Linked DNA regions of Rattus norvegicus: region 1 is linked to region 2. The links are chromatin contacts, called in public Hi-C maps. All regions are on one chromosome and are shown on one strand. The core of a region is the stretch at or near the end of the contact, and the rest is flanking DNA. Distances in the headings are between cores, read along the strand shown.

The links. A called contact is a pair of places that touch in the nucleus more often than the background predicts.
Region 1: a Hi-C map of the Rat2 cell line shows a contact between it and region 2, with 5 times the contacts expected there. The contact joins the enhancer-like site here to the promoter of Sdc2 in region 2. A contact is called at or near these places in 2 of 12 Hi-C or Micro-C datasets (the Rat2 cell line and Schwann cells) and 1 of 1 datasets of contacts at active chromatin or transcription factors (oligodendrocytes).

Annotation. Positions count from the first base shown.
Region 1 is chr7:66,357,150-66,360,749 of GRCr8, reverse strand. The region is part of intron 5 of Cpq (carboxypeptidase Q); the gene reads right to left. Among named protein-coding and RNA genes, the nearest start is that of Cpq, 210 kb to the right of the region's middle. Within about 2 kb of position 1,624, at least 13 of the 93 cell types and tissues checked have an H3K27ac peak or open chromatin away from gene starts, as enhancers often do.
Region 2 is chr7:66,010,933-66,014,063 of GRCr8, reverse strand. Sdc2 (syndecan 2) reads right to left here and starts at 1,659. Exons shown (of 5, transcript NM_013082.4): 1 at 1,217-1,659. The coding sequence starts at 1,306.

The sequences.
Region 1 (3,600 bases), core at 375-2,874, 350 kb before region 2:
AAGCTCCGAATGTTAATGCTTACATTTAGCATTTTCCCGACATGAGTTTTCCAAGATTAAAATATTTAGTTTTATTGTTCAAAAGGATTGGTTTTCAGGAGCTTGTTTACCATATCATAGGTGCAGACAGCTCAGGGACAGCCTGCCAGCAGGGTTGAGAGCCTTACACAGAGGAGGGAAGCCACTGTGGTGTTGTTATCATGAGGAATCATTAAACCACACTGGAAATGAATAGAATAGAATAGAATGGAAATGAATAGGAGCCCAGAGGCCAGCTGAGTGCAGAAGGAACTTCCCACCTGGAGGAGAGTAATGGTAGGAAGAGACAAACTTGGGACTCAGGTTTCTCTCTTTTTGCCAACCTTTGAGTTCTCAGGCCTTCACTGAGAACGTGCACCAGCTTGACCCTTACTGGTCTGGAACTGAACTTTGACAGCGAAATGTAGACGTCTCTTCATTAATGAGCTACTTATTGTCATGTGGACAGAAGAGCTTTTGTAGATGTTGTCTGATATGGTTTGTTCTGTTTTTGTTTTGTTTTGTAACTATTCTCATTACCAACCAGCAGCCTCATGCTTTTTGTTTCTTACCCATGGGACTAAATGCACACAAAGTACAGAAATATTGACATAAGTAAAGAAAAATGCTTTGGTTACCTCATCCTAAAACAATTCTTGACCTAGCAAGATGGCTCAGCAGGTAAAGGGACCTTTCCACCAAGCCTGATGACCTGATTTCTGTAGCTAGGGTTCACATGGTCAAAGAAGAAAAATGACTTCAGTAAGCTGTGTCTGACCTCCATAAGTGTATTGTGGCATGTAGGTACATAAGCACACAGACAAAGAGACATACATATATACATACATACAGACAGACAGACAGACAAACAGACATGCGCACACACACATGACACTACAAATGTCTCAACCACAGTTATTAAATGATGTGTATTGGTGTTGTTTTATCTTTCAGTCATGTCCTATGTGCAGTCATATAAAATTGACAGTCCTCTCAGAAACACCTAAAGTCCACAAGCTTTGAGTCTGACAGACCTGGTTTAGGCTTTCAGCAAGATGTTAACAAGAAACCTGGCCTTTCAGAGTTTCTACTTCCTCAGCTGTAGGTTGAAAGTAAGGATAAGATGACAACACTGTTTCATGATGTTGAATGGAAATACATGTATTAAAAGTACTTTGAAGATTTCTGAAAAAAAACATAAAATACCCTAGCATACAAACGGTCATTATTATAGTTATTCTTTGCGAAAGTAAATTTTCCATTCTTAAGAATGGAAAAATGTTAACAAAGTGTCTAGATGCGACATGGAAGGAACAGTCTTGGAAAACATGACTTCTAATTACAGGTCCACCATGAATGAGTATAATAAGACATGGGGCAAAGCACTAAGCCTTTGTAGAATAGCTTTTTTTCATATATCATGAACACACACACACACACACACACAAGGGGGGCAGGGGGCAGAGACAGAGACAGAGAGACAGAGAGAGTGAAAGACAGAGAGACACAGAGACCCAGAGACACAGAGAAACACACAGAGAGGCTTGGGTTCACATATCTCTATTAATCCAAATAGCAAACTCCACAAGAATCTCCCTGCTACCCAATACCAGAGTGGGAGACGACCGAGGCGCTGAAAGTCATGAGGACTCCAAGCACACCAGAGTGGCTCAGAGGATACCCTGTTCTGCTCACTTCCAGCACCATGAGCAGCTCGATCAAGCACTGTAGACGGAAAAGAGAGCAATTGTGTTGTTGTAGGAGATAGTTTTAAAGAGTTGTAATTTTATAAATCATATAATTTAATTAAATTTTCCACCTTAAAAAAGCCTAAGTAATCTGATGTGACTATGTCTTCAATTTCTACATAATTTTTCTCCAGAAATAGTTCTTTATTTTCTTCCCATTGACAAGGCAGTCTAATGACAAAAGCTTCTCCACCCCCACCCCTTCTCTGGGGAATGGATGTGATTCATAGCATTAGGTTATTACAACAACCTCTCTTTTCACAAAAACACTGGCCAATAACAGCAGGATGATCACATCGTCTACTTCCAATAGTGTGAGAAAGAACTGCCCACACACTCCCTAGCTCTGAAGACAGAAAATACACAGCTCTCCATCTCACTAAGAAGTGTTTATGATCCTCTGACTGTAGTATACTGAGAAGAGGACGAGAGATTCTCCTCTCTAACCAGTGCCTCCGGTGGAAGGAAAAAATCAGAGGAGGGCTGCCTTGTGGCAAGCACAGGCCTCAAGATCCATTTTATTCCCACTGTTGCTGATGTAATTGTGAATTCTTGCTGCATTTATAATTAAGAACGGGACAGATGGTAATGCTTAGTATTAGGCAATAAGGAGTGGTCATTAAAATAACCAAGAATGCCAGCAGTTTATATGATATCACAGGGTTAGTTTACCATAACAAAGTTTTATATCCATGGAAAAAGAGGTAGTAAGCCCCCTCATTCTCATCACAGCTGTCCCCTTGTGGAAGACACATTGCACATCCTGGGAAGATTCCAACCTTTTAAAAACTGCTGGTCATATCTTGGTTTTATTATGAGCAGTCATTACAAGTGGCAGAGCATGAAATCTAAGATGGGGTATTCACCGAGCTATAAAGAAAAGCAGTTGGGAAGGCACTAGAGATTCACTGGAATCACACTAGCATGGTACTGGGAGTCAGGGTGGGAGGAAAATTCTAGAATCCTCCAAGAATATGGCCAGAAGCCCAGACGTCCTCAAGGGTTATAAAGGTTACTTAATTGTAATATAAAATGAAGCAAAACACCTCTTCCTTTTGATTGTAGAGGGTTATCAGTGTGTATAACCAAAGGGGCAATAGCTGTACAATTTCCCAGGAAGACAAACTTTAACAGCAATAGAGTTTGTCTAGTAGCAATAGAAATATCAACTAGCTTTTAACTGAGGGCAGAGTTCCCTCAGTGTCTTACATGCAGACATGTGAGTTCTTGTGAAATTTTGGGGCTCCAAATTAACATGATATAAGCATCATTAGACCAAACACACAACAGTGTGTCTATGGTCTGGTCCAAAAAGTCCCCAGGAAATGAAGCTTCATGTCTGTCATCCTGTGTCTCCCATGCTGACTTCTTGCTATTATATCTTCAGCTACATATAATGCAGGAATGAAAGAAACACTCACTTCCAGCTTCCTACGGCAAAGCATATTTCAACCTCCAAACAATCTATGTCCTGTCCACCTAAGAATAAATGAAAAAATTTCCAACTTGAAGTAATATACCACAAAGTCCTATTTTTAGTGATTATGGACTATAGTTAAGGTTTCTGATACTCTAATCCGGCTTCTTTGTTCAAGATCAAAGGCACATGCATCATGCAAACTTCATGATCACTCCCTCTTAGTGCTCAGCCTGCTAGCAAGGTGCTTTCTTTTTATATTACAGCACCTTAACTTAGCAATAACCCTTTACTCACTAGAATATAAAAAACCTTGGTCTTAGGTTCTTGCACACAGTCTTCCTAGAAATCTTATTTATAGTTCTCTACAATCTTCTTAACAAATCTAGTAAATTCGGTTGCATTTTTGATGTTCTT
Region 2 (3,131 bases), core at 410-2,909:
AAAGATCTACGGTGTCTTCAAAGGGGCTTTTCCATTAATTCGTATTGGGCAACTCACTAAATGCCAAAGGACGAGCATAGGGAACAAGAGTGAAAGAAAGGATCATTCCCTAATTGAGCTGGCAGCCCTGGGACTGCATGTCAATAGAAGGCGCTTGGACTCCCACTTGCCAAAACAGAGCTGTAGTGGCCCAGGTAGGGGCTGCCACACTAGCTGAGAGCCCAGGAGTGCTTTCATTGGGCAACGCAGAGAAATCAACTCCAACCCCAGAAACACAATCCGGATCAGAAATCAAGTTCCCACCGCCACCGAGAAGGAAAGAAGCTGGTAGTGGAAGAAGATAGTCTCACAGGAATCATGAGGGTGGCAGGAAAGAGGTATTCATCCCCCAGCAGTCAGAGACCAAAGCCAAGTAAGTCACAAGCACCCTCATCTTTCCATCTTGCGACATTCCAAAGCCACCCGGATTAAGATTTCCTCTCTCTACTACAGCCCCCGGCTTCACTCCACGAGGAGGGTTAGTGGAAGATCGCAGAGGCCAGAGAGCCCAGGCCTATTCCAAAAAGCTCCACGCGGCCAGCAGCCTCCGTATAGACCACCGACTGCTTCTCCACATAGTGTGGGTGCCTTGCCACAGCAACATGGAGCATTAAACAAATAAACTTTTAGAAACTTCCTCTCCAGATACTCTCGGTTTCTTTAATATGAGTCCTATCTCCCTAAACTTGCCTTCAGACAAGCTGAAAGCCTGAAGTAGGGAGGATGGTGTCTAGAGGAACAGATCCTCCCCAAAGTTCCAACTCATCCCTGGGGCTTGTCCAGCGCGCAGAGCTTACCGGCTCCTTTTCTAACCCTTAGTGGTGCTCTAGTAACCAGCTCTTAGCCCTCTGTCCTTCCTGGACCACACCACGAAATCCCCCAAAGGCAGAAAGTTGGGAGTGACTTTAGGGGCCTTTGGGGTCAGCAAACTCCAAGTCTTGTGCCCCCATCCCCGAAGACATAGGGTAGGTAACCCCCTGTAGCAGTTCAACTGTGCTGAGAAAAGAAGGGACCAGGGGCAAGTGGTGGAAAAACAAGCTCATTTGTCTCAGTACATCTAAGTAGCCCCACGTTCAGGGGTGGCGGATCCCCCAGGTGGCGCTCCCCAATTACCCACTGGCTCCTCTAGTTGCCTGGACACCCATAACAGCGCACGTCCCAGGCTGGGCCCACTCACCGTCTCTGCCGACACACAGGCCATCAAGCCCAAGGTGAGCAGGATCCACGCACGCTGCATATTCCCCGGGGACGTGGCTCGTACCCGCATAAAACGAAGCCCAGCGCACGCTGCAGCGGGCCTAGAGAAGATAGGAGCTGAGCTGCCTCCGGGAGAGAGGCTTGGTCTCGGGTTCTGAGCTCGAGCTGTCTTCTCTGGCGCCTGCTCTAGCTTTCGCACAGCGCCCCGGAAACGCCGCGCCTTCTCACTTGTTGGCTTCTGCCCTCCCAATCCAGAGTTGCTGCTTCACGAGTCTATTTTCCTGGTCTGGTCCTACTCGGCGTTGTGCTTTCACTCCGCGGACTCGGGTGTCTGGGTCGCGGTGCTGTCTGATTTGAAGCAAGCAGCCGATGGGTTGAAACAGAGCTGCGGCTGAAGTTTGGGGATGCAGAACGGAGGGGACGCGCGATCCGCGGGGCCCGAGCTCCAGGAGTATCTGGAGTACAGCCGCTGGGCTGGTGGCTTGGCTGCAGCGCCCCTCCTTCTGCGCGCCGCCGCCGCCTCCCAGGTCCTCCCCTCGATCCCACACCACCCCCCTCCGCGTCCTCTCCCTGGTCCTGCTCCGCCTCCGCCTCTACCGCCCCCACCTTTCTTCCTTTCCTAGCAAGCAGCTCAGGGTTCCTCCGGGCGACTGGGGGAAAGGAGGTTGCCAGGACTCCATGATAAACCCGGGAGAAATTCTGCCGGGATTACTCTGTGATTGGCAATTCCCAGAGCCAGTGGGCGCCCGCAGCTCCGCACTGTGGCTGCCCCGGGAACGTGCCTCTGCAAACCTTAGTGCTCTTTCATCGTCTGTCTCTCTTTCCCCTTCTCAATGCCCTCTCCTCTTCCCACCACTTTTCTCTCTCCCTTTCCCTTTCCTTCTCCCTTTCTTCGTTTTAATTTTCTAAAGAAAAATCGGCGAAGGTTTGACGGACTTACTGACTTGTGAGGATTGGGTCACGAGAAAAATGAGAAAGTTTATAGATCCCCTTCAAGCGCTTACAGTGCCCATAGGTCACCAGGTCAAAAGATTGCAATTCAGAAAAGACTGAAGCTGACTGTAGCAAGTTTCTGTTAAGATTCTCCTCAGACCCTTCCCGCATACACACACACACACACACACACACACACACACACACACACACACACCCTGCCTCAGGCATTATCTAAGGTCAATTTCCACATTTTTACATTTGGAAAATGTAAAACTGTTTACATTTGGAAACAACAAATAGGGATGAAAAATTAGAGATTGTAGATAATAGCAAATGAAATAAAAGTTCAGAGAAGGGGAAAGTCGTTTCTGGCTTTAAGAAAACAATGACTGTGTATCTCTTGCATAAAGGTCAGTGCTGTGTGGTGCTACAGAACCAGGCAGGCGCATACCCTTCTAATGCCCGCCGCTGTTTTCCTGTTGGGTTTAGGAACTGAATGAATTGTGGATCCATTTTCTTCTGTAATGCCCATTTATAAAGGACGGGGACTTTTCAGTATTAGTCACTATTTTATTATCATGTGGGATGTGTTAAAAAATACATAACTATGTTGTAGGCAAATGCTACTCCAAATCTCAAGCCATACCATATAAAAGCTCTGTACCTTTAACACACACACACACACACACACACACACACACACACACACACAGAGAGAGAGAGAGAGAGAGAGAGACAAGACAGACAGACATGAGGCCATAGTCATAAACTGTAGTCACATCCTAAGTGACTATTACAATGTTTTAATGATAAATCACTGTTACAAGTCTCAAAAAAAATTAGCAGGAGAATCATAACTTTAAGTTAAAACATCAACTCTGGTTCAGATATAACTTCCAACTTTCTGGTTCTTATGAGCAGCCTAAGGCACTGGCAGCCAAAAAAGGAGACTTGGGAAA